3 separate regions of the Mus musculus genome follow, and regions 1 and 3 are each linked to region 2. The links are chromatin contacts, called in public Hi-C and HiChIP or PLAC-seq maps. All regions are on one chromosome and are shown on one strand. The core of a region is the stretch at or near the end of the contact, and the rest is flanking DNA. Distances in the headings are between cores, read along the strand shown. Region 1 overlaps Tnik (TRAF2 and NCK interacting kinase). Region 2 overlaps Pld1 (phospholipase D1). Region 3 holds the start of Eif5a2 (eukaryotic translation initiation factor 5A2).

What was found. Hi-C and Micro-C count contacts between places; a contact is called where the count stands out from the background. HiChIP or PLAC-seq counts read pairs in DNA pulled down with a chosen protein or histone mark.
Region 1: a Hi-C map of granulosa cells shows a contact between it and region 2, with 2.7 times the contacts expected there. The contact joins two enhancer-like sites. A contact is called at or near these places in 8 of 484 Hi-C or Micro-C datasets (cardiomyocytes, cortical neurons, granulosa cells and 3 more), 1 of 115 datasets of contacts at active chromatin or transcription factors (astrocytes) and 3 of 9 other capture datasets (embryonic stem cells, macrophages and pancreatic islet).
Region 3: a contact with region 2 is called in an H3K27ac HiChIP or PLAC-seq map of extraembryonic endoderm stem cells, with 5 times the contacts expected there. The contact joins the promoter of Eif5a2 here to the enhancer-like site in region 2. A contact is called at or near these places in 4 of 39 promoter capture datasets (the C10 cell line, embryonic stem cells and hematopoietic stem and progenitor cells) and 2 of 115 datasets of contacts at active chromatin or transcription factors (astrocytes and extraembryonic endoderm stem cells).

Annotation. Positions count from the first base shown.
Region 1 is chr3:28,547,535-28,551,369 of GRCm38.p6, forward strand. The region is part of intron 7 of Tnik (TRAF2 and NCK interacting kinase); the gene reads left to right. Among named protein-coding and RNA genes, the nearest start is that of Mir466q, 130 kb to the left of the region's middle. Within about 2 kb of position 1,972, at least 34 of the 459 cell types and tissues checked have an H3K27ac peak or open chromatin away from gene starts, as enhancers often do. A contact at or near this core is called in granulosa cells, where this site is marked.
Region 2 is chr3:27,986,972-27,991,147 of GRCm38.p6, forward strand. The region is part of intron 2 of Pld1 (phospholipase D1); the gene reads left to right. Among named protein-coding and RNA genes, the nearest start is that of Pld1, 50 kb to the left of the region's middle. Within about 2 kb of position 1,365, at least 42 of the 459 cell types and tissues checked have an H3K27ac peak or open chromatin away from gene starts, as enhancers often do. A contact at or near this core is called in extraembryonic endoderm stem cells and granulosa cells, where this site is marked.
Region 3 is chr3:28,778,502-28,782,666 of GRCm38.p6, forward strand. It overlaps Eif5a2 (eukaryotic translation initiation factor 5A2), which reads left to right and starts at 2,776. Exons shown (of 5, transcript NM_177586.6): 1 at 2,776-2,912; 2 at 3,515-3,715. The coding sequence starts at 3,551. 1700112D23Rik (RIKEN cDNA 1700112D23 gene) reads right to left here and starts at 2,621. Exons shown (of 3, transcript NR_166152.1): 1 at 2,470-2,621.

The sequences.
Region 1 (3,835 bases), core at 722-3,221, 560 kb after region 2:
TGCAGAAGAGTACTTGGTCTTCGAGCACTTGAATGATGAATTCTTAGGTCTTATTTTATTTCTGTCCTGTTTAATGCCTTTGCATCAGTAGAACTTACTCATATAATTAAGCTAGTGAGGTAATAGAAGTAAGTCCAAGGAAATGCCTCCTCCCCACACCCCATGTCTAGTGGGCTCCTGCCTATGAGCCTGGCCTTTCAAAACCTGCTGTGTCGCTCACCTCTATTGTATCAAGAGCCTTGTCTCACAAAAGTGGCAGCCTCTCTGCAGGTGTGGGTGTTTCCACTGCTTGCCAAGAAACGGCTCAGCTCCTTCAGTATCCCAGAACCCAGACTTTATTCAGGCAGCATGCAAATGGCCCTTTGAACAAGGGGGTCAGCTGGAAATGAGGTGAGCAGTTATGTAATGGGAGAATCACCGGAAGGCAGGTATCATAGAGAACACATTGGATAGATTGCCAAGCAGGGTAGAAATTCCATTTGTAAGCATCTCCTGCTTCCTGTGTACTAAGCCCTATACATAGGTCCTTCTGAATTTGCTCAGACAGAAGACGACAATGCAGTCACCAGGTAGTGCCACCAGGTGGGATTGTCTCCTCAGTCTCAGCAGCAGTCTCCCTTCCTTCAGGGACAGTGCTGAAGGAAGGGAGACTGATCCAGTGGAGGATGGGTCTCCCCACAGTCTCCCATGGCAGGAATGGGCGGTGTCTCTTTGTTTTCTCTGTGATGGGGTTATCAGTGGCTGCGGCTGCCTGGACCTCCTCACTGACCCTCCCTTGGGTCGTCTAGCATGGAGGTATCTGAAATGAGAGTGAGCATGATTGATACTTTGAAGTCAGACAGGACGGCTATAAACCAGACCATGCCTCTTATTCTTGCAGTGCCTCCGGGGAACCATTTAACTTCTCTGGGCCTGCACAAAACGTGAATAATCAATTATCTATCACAATGTTGTAATACCATAAAGTGGGTTAATATTTATAAAGCTATCACACAGTGTCTGACACGTGCTAAGAGATGGGGTGGGGCAGTTTTGTAGTCACACATCTCAGGAAAGGCTGCTTTTTCTGACGATTCTTTGTGACCTAAGGAAACAAGCAGTTTCTTATAACCCAGCTCTCTGTGGGTGTTGTCCATCTCTTGTTGGCTCCTTTTAAACCAGAACTTGCTTCTCTGCAGCTCCTACCGGTAGTCTAAGTAGATCTTCATAAGGACCACACGCATGTATATGATTTTTTTATTGAAAACTTTCAAAACAGAAAGACAAACTACACGTCCATGTCCAAATGGAAGACTATTTTCATGGCTCGGAAGCCTAAAAGTCTCTCACTGTGGGCCCCCACTAGCAGAGTGTGGTCAGATGTCAGAAAGATAAACAATTGTGAGGGCCTAAGTATCCCAAAGTGAGGGTAGCTTGGTGGTTTAGACAGACAGACAATCGCTTGATAACAAGTACACACAGCATGGATGGTTCTACAGTGCTTCCCAGCCATGAAAATAGTCTTCCATTTGGACATGCAAGCTGACTGAGCTGTCAGTTGATAATAAATGACCCCGAGAGTCCTTCTGCACCTTATTTGTTAAATGTCTGCTATGTGCATCGTGTCATGTTAGGTACTTAGAGCATATCAACTTATTGAATTCTTATATCAACCCCGCACGCTATGTGTTCTCTTCACGTTGCAGCTGAGGAAATGGAATCCCGACTCTTGCTGGCTTGGTCTTGCCACTGTGTTTCCAGCTGTGTCAGAGACATTCAGAGTCTGTGGCTGCAGGGGTGCACACCAGGCTCCTGGCTAGTCCCTCATCCAGAGTGGCAGTTTTAACCTAGGGATGCTTTGCTTCTCTTCCACTCTGATGGGGCAGCCCGGGTCAGAAAGAATGCCTTTTGTTTTGTGTAGGTTACTGTGTGCCAAATGTCCCCAGGCCCCAGCCAGAAGCTGTACCTTGCGCCTGCCTTCTGAGAGGCACTATAATTTGTCTCTGTTCTGTTTGTAATGTGCACAGGGATGGGCTGTTAGTCATGCTGCAGGCACGGCAGCCCAGTGCTGAGGAAAGAGTGAATTTCCCACCACCAGTCAGGATGAGCCGCACCATGGCCAGGAGGAAACGTAAGGCCTGCCTCCCCCACTTCCTCCCTGCTCCCCTCTTGCCATCACCTTGCCAGTGGGAATGGGGCACTTTCTCCTTTAAGTTCTGAAGTGTCTTTGGGATCCAGTAATGCATCTCAAGGTTAGGCAGGGCCTGTCAGGGACGTTTACAGCTTGCAACACAGGCAGTTAAGCAGAGATTACAAGCAGCTTTGGCTTTATCTGAACAGGAATTTAAGAACATAAATATTTCCTCTTGGAAAAATAGTATAACTCTAGTCCAAAATGATCCTGTTAATAATGGGAAACAAAGACGTCAAGAAGCAATAGTCATGTGACTAGCCTGGTCATGTGACTAGACAAGGATGCACAGTTTATTTGGATGGAATGATGGGGCTTTTGGTTATAACTGGTGTGTGTGTGTGTGTGTGTGTGTGTGTGTGTGTGTGTGTGTTTAAGAAGGCTAATCAAGAGAGGCATCGCTTTTTTACTATCCATTCCTGCTTCCTGTGGTACAGTTCTAGGATTTCCCTATTGTCAAACTCTGCCTCTTCGTGTTTCTCTTCTACTACTGCTGTGAATGTGTACACACACACACACCACACACCACACACACACAGCACACCACACATATACATACTACATGTATACATGTATGCAAACATATACATACACACACGCATGTATGCACATATACATATCTATACATGTATACACACAAACATATATATATATATATATATATACACACACACACACACACACACACACACACACACATATAGATACATACACACTTACTTAGGGTCATTTTCAAGTATCTTTGGCTGGAATCACCCTTACCCCATCACTGGAAATCTAGAGTAACGAAGCCCAGAGCCAATGTGAGGAGCATGGCTATCTATCTATCTTCAGAAGCTCTGCCTCCCTCCCCCCTTCCTTCCCCAGCATCATTCATCAGTAGTTGGCATGTTGCCCCCGGTTGCAAGATGGGTGTTGTAACTCCAGACGCCATGTTTTTATTCAAGGCATTAAGAAGTTGAAAGGAGTTTGTAAGACAGCAGCTGTGTTAGCTCCCTATTTTGGGAAAAGCACAAGCCCCCAGGGCTGTTTGTGTATGTCTCATTGGCTGTAGATCTGGTCACAAATCTAACTCCCTGCCAGAGGTCCAGGAGAAGCAGCTATGGGGTACTCTGAAGTGGCAGGAGCTGTGGCAGTGGGGGTTAAAGGTGCCTTCAGGTTAACCGACAAATGGTGTCTGCCACAACTACATGGAGGGTAACCATGACAACCAAACTGGCAGGCCAAGGAACCCTCACCCAAGCAGAGAGAGCGAGCAGAGAAAATCCATATGCTTGAGCCCCACTGTGCACCAGATTTTGTGCTAGGCAGTGTTCCTGAAAACATGCACGCCACCGGCACCTCCTGTGCCATTGAAAAAGCTAAGCTGGGCAGCTTTCTCCAAGTCACTAAATTAGAAACCTGGAACTGAATCTGGCTCTCTCTGCTTTGAAAACCTGTTCTCTCTACCAACCTATAGTTCCTATAGGCAGCTCAGACTGGCTTTGAAGCATAGCAATGGGAAGCTTGGGACATCCCAGCACCTTCGTTTTTTGCAGCACCTCAGTCACCTGTGGATAAAGGGAGAATTAGGAACAGTTATTTATGGGTTGCTAACCTGAAGATGAGTACTCAAGACCTAGCACTGTAATAATAATTAGAGAAGGATCGGCCAAGGCCATGGGA
Region 2 (4,176 bases), core at 115-2,614:
GGTTGTACAAGCTTGCAATCCCACCAGCAATGGAGGAGTGTTCCTCTTTCTCCACATCCTCGCCAGCATCTGCTGTCACCTGAATTTTTGATCTTAGCCATTCTGACTAGTGTGAGGTGGAATCTCAGGGTTGTTTTGATTTGCATTTCCCTGATGATTAAGGATGTTGAACATTTTTTCAGGTGCTTCTCAGCCCTTCAGTATTCCTCAGTTAAGCATTCTTTGTTTAGCTCTGTACCCCATTTTTGTAATGGAGTTATTTGAATTTCTGGAGTTCAGCTTCTTGAGATCTTTGTATATATTGGATATTAGTCCCCTATCAGATTTAGGATTGGTAAAAATCCTTTCCCAATCTGTTGGTGGCCTTTTTGTTTTATTGACAGTGTCTTTTGCCTTACAGAATTTTTTAAATGAGGTCCCATTTGTCTATTCTTTGCAATTTTATGAGGTCCCATTTGTCTATTCTTGATCTTAAAGCACAAGCCATTGCTGTTCTGTTCAGGAATTTTTCCCCGGTGTGCCCATATTAATTTAAATCTTAAAGGGGATCATTGATAGCTGGTGGTTTTAAAGAAAAATATAAAAGCTATTTTACTCACTGATTGCTTATCTGTGCTGAGTGAAATATGGATAAAATCTGTATGAAGTCACACAGTTTATGTGTCCTGGCCAAATCATCTTGTTCGAATGTGCCTGGAGATTTTTATTTTTCCACCTGGCAATGACACACAGTGACAACATATCTCTGGTTGAAATAGAAATAAACAAACTGACAAAGAGTGCTATAACTGGGAAACCATCTCCAAGTCAGAGATCTAGGGGCTTTCCAAGAGCACATACACACAAGAAATATATTTTCTCTAATCATAAGGCCTATGGAGGCTATGAAGAAGGGTGCTTGATTTCTAAAACCCAGGGCTAGACTACGTGAGCCAACTAGACTTCCACCTTACGACAGTCAGGCAGTTCTCATTGTCCTGACAGACTGGTCGAGCACACCCTGCATTACGACTCCTTTGGCTCACATTAAGCAGCTAGCAGCACTTGGCTGGCTCTATGCCACCATATCTCAAACTGAGCTCTGAGCTGGTTAACTTTTTATCCCACATTGGCTTTTCATTCAAGGCACTGGAGATACCCCATGCCCATCAGGCAGTTTATGCCCCATCTGAGGACCCGGCAGCATGCCATGCCAGTTTTTCTCTTAGAGTGAATCTGAGACAAAGTTAGGGACAGCCCTTGGGCAAATGGAACACCTGGCCATGGCACACATCTAGAACCAAATCGTCCCAGAACACAAGACTGAGGGGGAGGACATGAACAGCCAAGAGCAGCTGTGCTGTTAGAGGTGCATGTCTGCCCGCACATCTCCAGTTAATCAGTGAATTCCATTCATACCTCAGATCGCTCTCCTCCCCATAGTCTTTGCTGTACAAAGTCTGGGAGGCTCTTGAGCCACAGTGTGGGATCCTGACAGACTTTATTTAGGGGACATTAGTAAGTTCTGCATTCTCTGCCTTTACCATCCTTAACCTCATGGGTTTTTTTTTTTTTTACCTTAGCCTTGCTTACTCAAGACACTGGCATGCATAGGTCTTGTGTTCATACATCAAACAGCAAGGGACAGGATAATCCCATCCATCCTGGGAATTCACTGTTTTCAGAATGACAATAAGAACTATCTTCTATCTTCCCAGGATTGCAGAAACTGAGAGAGTATTCTCCCACAGTTTATCAAATCACACACCTTTACTGGTTCTGAAGAACCCAAAGGAAGTTTGAGCTGATGTGTCCTGGAGTGGTACAGGGAGTGGTCACAATAGGAGCAGTGATGTACTGGTCATAGCAGTAATAACTGCCACTCAACAGATTTCCTGGTATGGCTACTCTTCTGAGTCTTTTATTCCATCCTCTTAGCTACCCCTAAAAGCTTGGCTGTGTTAATTATACGTGTTTTACAGCTAGCAACTACCCTAGAGAGTCCAGTAAGGCCAAATCAGCCACAGGATTGTGTCTTAGAGGAAGTTCAGTGCTGGAGAAGACAGGTATGATTGCTTTCTTAGGAAATGTCCCTGGTGTTCATTATACTAGTGACAAAAAAATCATATTAGTGCTGACATCTGTGCTGATATTCCCATCAAAGGTGTGCCTGTTAGTTAACCCCTGTCATTCAGGAAGGTGTGCCCTTCCTGTCCTTCCTCCACCTAGACATGTGTGAGCTTGTGCTCTGCTTTCCAACCAAAGTAGAGAGGTTGTCTGTGGCTAGTCAGTAATACCCGTGATGGGCTGGGGAGATGGCTCAGTTAGTGAACTAGCTGTTCACGAATACGAGGATCTTAGCAGTCATGTAGAGGAGAAAGAAATAATAAAAAAAGCTAGCCACAACCATACTCACCTGTGATCCCAGCACTGGGCTAGTAGACACAAGAGGATCCCTTGGGCTTGCTGGCCAGCCAGCATAGCTGAATCAGTTGAGAAAGATCCTGTATCCAAAATAAAATGGAGAGCGATGGAGGGGGACCCCTGACTTCAACCTCTGGTCTCCATAAGCTTGCACTTACATGTGTGCATGCATCCGTACCTCACACCACCCTCCCCAACACTCCCTACGAAAGCCTGGAGGTGGCCAGTTTGTGTGGATGGATAGAAAGCTTAGCAAATTGCACACTGTCTTAAAGCTAGTTTGGGGGATTTTCTAGACTTTCCAAGTCTAAAATTATCAAACCACTCAGCTAGGGAACTTGTTATTGTTTAGCTTTCGGCCCTCTTCATTCCTGCCCAGCATGACTTCCTGTTGATGAACAAAGCTTGGGTTATTCTGTCAATCCTCAGGGCTTTCTGAAGCTATGCATCCTGAAGTTTACTTAAAAATGTAAATACTCATTTAAAAAATGGAACATGAACAAATTATGCTCAATTTAGCAAAAACATAGAAGTTGGCAAAAAACATTTAGAAGGTTGATTGATTTATAGCAGTATAGCTCATGTAGAGTAGGGACTAGTTTTGCTTGTGTATCGCGCCCCCGCCCTTACCCGTCTCTGCTCACATGTATGTGGTGTGTGTGTGTGTGTGTGTGTGTGTAACCAGGTCTCATGTATCTCAGATTGGCTTCAAACTCAATATGTAGCCTTCAATGGTCTTGAACTTGTGATCCCCTTACCTCTATGTCCTAAATGCTACAAGTTCGGATTTGTGCTACCACACGTAAATTATACAGTGCTGGGTCTGAACACAGGGCTTTGTAAGGATTAAACAAGCTCTCTACCAGCTGAGTGCCCATTCTCAGCCATAGGTATGATTTCAGTAATCTCAAATTTTTAATCTAAAGTTTTTCTTCCTTCCTCTTTATTTTTATTTCTCTGCGATAGGATCTCTCTGGGTAACCTCATCTATCCTGAGACTTCTGTGTAGAGCTGGCTAGCCTCTAACTCACAGAGATCTACCTTCGTTGGCCTCACAACCGCTAGGATTAGAGGCATATGCCATCATGCCTGGGTACCTTTTTCTTTAATAGGGATTTATTATTATTATTAGGAGTAGTATTTGTGTGTATTCAGTGCAGCTGTCTGTGTGGCATGTGTGGGGTCCAGAGGGTGTCTGTCATAGGGATGTCTTCTTCAATTGCTTCTCCAACCTAGGTTTTCCGAGTGTGAGTCTAGCCTCACTGAACCATGCGCTCACTACTGTAGGTTGGACTATGAGCCCCCTAAGAGCCAGTATCTCTGCCCTGTGTGTGTTGGGGGGGGGGTGCGAGGTAAAGGTTCATGCCACCATATGATGGTGTGTGTGTGTGTGTGTGTGTGTGTGTGTGTGTGTAGAGGTAAAGGTTTGTGCCACCATACCGGGCTGTCACACAGGTACTGCGGATCCAGACTTGGGTCTTCATGCTCGCCCAGTTAGCACTATCCACTCAGTCATCTTCCCAGCCCAAGGCTTTATTATGTTTTTTTTTAATCATACAAATCAACACTGATCAAGGTTAAGAGGTGAGAATTAAGGCAAGATGACTTTGTATACTTGATGACATCACCTTAATAATTGAAACATCAGCATAGGAGAGGCCCTTGGATGTGTTCTTCACATACGCAGTGCTTTGGTGACAGTTGTTTAGTCTGACAGCTTTGATGATGTGCAGAAAGAGTGTGCCAGCATCCTGAGGCATCCTCAGAGAAGAT
Region 3 (4,165 bases), core at 1,526-4,025, 790 kb after region 2:
CAGAAAGATGAAAGGGACAAGATAACATCAGACACACACCTTTCATGGTCTTCTTCCTCCAGTCAGGTCCCAACCACTCAAATTTCCAGAAATCTCCCAAAACTGTGCCACCAGCTGGGGACCCAAGGTCTCAGTCTATCTGTCTATTGGGAGAAACTTCATATCCAAACTTTTTAACAGCGTCTTACTGCTAGCCTCTATCCAAACTTCAATTCTCAGGTTAGTTGGTCACATCCAGAGAAGCTGTAGTGATACTTTCCAATCTGTGATGTCCACAGACAAGCCACCAGCCGCATACAGCTTACGGTGCACCTGAAATGTTATTGCTATGAACTTAGACGTTGAACCAAAAATACACACCAGATTGCAAAAAGTTAGTACTAACTTAAAAAAAGAAAAGAATGTACAATAGCTTAGTAATAGTTTTATAGTTACATGTGAAAGAATATTTGAACATATTGATTAGGTCAAACTAAATATATTAATGGGTCTTAATTTCAGCTTTTAAAAAAACCTTTCAACCTATCTGTAGGAAACTCTTGGATTCCCCCTTCACCAACACCCAGGCTGTACAGGAGGGGCTCCTTTTGTCAGTCCTGTAGTTATGTCTGTCCTAGTTATTCTTGGAAATTACTAGACTGACGGATGTCAAGCAGCCTATGGACAAGGGGCTGGCTGGAAATTCCAGAAGTAAGAATGCTCAAATAAATAGTCAATAAATTATATAAATAAATAAATAAATAAATAAATAAATAAGACGCTCAACCCTCACTATTTCTGGATTCTACGTTTGTGGGTTTGCATAAAGATACAAGAGAAACCATCCAGAACAGCATGCTTTCTGCATCCATCCGCTGTGCACGTGCAGAGAGCTGAGCTGAGGTCAAACATGGTTTCAAACATCAAACTGCACGTACATGTTCTTTCCGGTCTATTTGCTATGTTTTTCAGAGCTCTGCTTTCTGATTTGCATGTTATGCCTTCTGTTGGTGATTACCCTGCTTAAAATGCACTCCCCCCCCACACCCCGACCTCCCAAACCCCATGCTGAAATGTTCTTTGGTGTTCCTATGCACAAGGTTCTGTTGTGCCAAATAGAGAAGACAAGTGGGTACATCAAATACCTTCAGGCTTAGTGCTTTTAGCCACACGCCCAAAGTTAAAAAAATACATGTGAAATAACGTGCCTCTTGTAGAACTAAACATACCAATCACTTGTTCACCATGAAAATGTGGCCTCCGGAACCTACAAGGAACCTAATACTGTAACTCTCCCAGAATCAAGGGCTGAGAATTTGCCACTTCAGTGTTCTAGAGACCTCGGGAAAAGTCACTGTATTTGTCGAATTAAATAGTCATTTGGGTCCACATACAAATCTTACATGAATATGGTGATAGACAAAGAAGTGATTTCAACTTTGATTATGAGTGGCTCTTATACCCTGCCTTATTGTCCTGCCCAGCCTTTCCCCATAATTCAAAATGAGGAGTAAAAGAGTAACTGTTAATAGTTGGGAAGGTCTGGCTGGGTGTAAGGTAGGGGTGAAAAAGAGGGCTGATGACCAAAAGGCACAGAAAATTTTGGAACGTGATAATATTCTACTATATCCTGACAATGGAGGTGATCGTACATCTGATTTCCTTTTTCAAGCCTCTTAAATCTTATTTCATATATATTCTAACATTAACCTTAGTTTAAACAAAAACTTTAGTAGTCAAGATTTAATAATAGAGATGAAACAGTACACTATGTAATTCTTACTTAAGTATTAGCAGGAGCAATAGTAACAACAACAATAGGGAAAAGCAGAGGGAACTCAGAAGCCAGGGGTCCTAATTCGGCTCTTTCTGTAACAAGAGGCAGAGTTTACTTTATGGAAGCCATGTGCTTATTGCTTCTAGACAACACAAATGAAATGTGTTCTGCATATACGTGTAAGTGACTATGAGACTAGATTTGTTTATAGGACAGCAATACCAAATCACTGAACAACATGAACTGGGTTGTGGGGTGGTCAGTTAATTACCTTGATTCTTTCCAAGGTGAGAGATGAAGCTATGATAAAACTGTGAAAGGAAAGCACACTTCTCGAGAATCTTTGTCTTTAATCATTTAACAACAAAAACAAAAACAAAACCTCAAACTCTAGGGCACACCGATGCCAGGAAGATCAAAGGTCACCGTAGAGTCTCGGGTACATGGGATTTCCCGCCCCTGAGAACACTGCTGACTTCACCAGCACCTCGTCATAGTGTCTGGAGTCCTCTGAGGATCTACAATGCAGAATCATGAAATAGCATACCACACCTAGCACTCTTCGAGCTCCAAGCACGGATTCCAGCCCCAAGGAGGGCTGCAAGCTGTACCAGAAGCTTGAATCAAAGTTCCACTCCACCAACACTCGGGACTCTTGCAAAATCAGCAGGACTTGAGAGTTTGAAGACCATTAAGTGACAGCATCCACGCACCTGCGTGCTAGGGCCCAGAGCAAGCTACCTGGTCCTAATAGTCGTCCCCAAGGTCAACTGGGCGCCGAACTGAAGATGAGGATGCATCTCGCCCGGGAACACTGCGAAGCTTCAAACAGTCGACTGCAGGCAGCTCTGCACGCCGGAAGTGCACTAATCCGCAGCACGTGGGGTTGCCAGGGCGAGCTTCACGTGACGGGGCGGGACCTCGGGAAGCTTCGAGCCAATGGGCGACCTGGAGGCGGGGCCTGTGGCGCGCCGGGGCCTATCCCGGAAGTGTGGTCGCGGCGGGGCGGGCCCGGGCTGGGCGGGCCGGGGCGGGGAGCCGGGTGTGGGAAGCGTGGCGGCCCCGCCCCGTCTCCTGGACCAGCCGCGGCCGCCAGCGCCGCCGCAGCCGCAGGGACCGGCGGACGCAGCAAAGGCGTGCGGTGCGGGGCCGGAAGGTGAAGACCTGGGGCCGGGTCGGCGGGGCGGCGGGGGATGCAGCCGGTGATGCTGGGGTCCGGGCGAGGGGAGGAGCCGAGATGCTTGGGAACTGGAGGGCGGCAAGCGCGGGACCGCCGGAGCTAGGGCCCTTTACCGCTGGGCCGAACCGGGATGCCAGGGCGGCGCCGCTGCGGGTCCTAGGCGCACTGAGGGCCAGGTGCAACCGGCCGGGTGCTCCTGTCCCAGTCTTCCCCGAACCTGCGGCCTGGCTGATACCTTGGCAGCGGGGATGGGACGGAGGGAGGCGCCGGGCCCCGCATCCCGGCGCAGGAAGGTCGTGGGCACTTCTTGCGGTGGGGTGGTGGGGACTGGACCTGCCGGCTGGGCGCTGGTGTCGCCTTCACTCTCCGGCGAGCTCTTCTGCGGCTCCTTTCCCCACCTCCCACCAAGGGCTGGAAAAGTTTTCAGAGGCCTGAATGGCAAAGTATACTCCACTCAGAGTGGGTGTTCTATAAATGCAAACATAACGGGCTAGTGATGCTCGGCTACCTGTCTTCAAAATGAGACATAACCCCGCCTGCATGCCGGTTATTAAAACGCAAACAAACTTTTCGCATAGTTCCCTCAGAAAAACCGCACATCTCCCCAGTCCACCATGGCAGACGAAATTGATTTCACTACTGGAGATGCAGGGGCTTCCAGCACTTATCCTATGCAGTGCTCAGCCCTGCGCAAAAACGGCTTCGTCGTGCTCAAAGGGCGACCATGCAAAATCGTGGAGATGTCAACTTCCAAGACTGGGAAGCATGGTCATGCCAAGGTAGGCCCTTCCAAGTCATTTTTTGGCTTCACCGTTAAGATCATTCGTGTTCCATTCTACATCGTGAGGTTTCTATATTGAAAAATAACTTTTTTTCCTTCCCCTCAGTCTCTTGAATGGTCAGACATTACTCTCAGTAAAGCTCTCCATTTAATCGGACCCTTAGAATGTTTCATTAACTGGAAACTAAAACTTTTTTAAATCCGTGTTTAGTAGAAACAAGCCTGTTCTTCTAATTCTAAGAGACTTGGTTTTCACTTTCTGTGGACTCTTGTTAATTGACTTGCTGACGTGTGTGGTGTGTTGAGTTTTGATGCCATGAAACTGTTCGGGTTTTGGGTACTTACTGAATCTCGTTCTGTGTCACTGCAACTTTTTTTAAAGAAAGTAAGATGACCTTGGAAGAGGTGAAAGGCTCCATTACAGTCAGAGCTGGGATTGTGCTGCTGT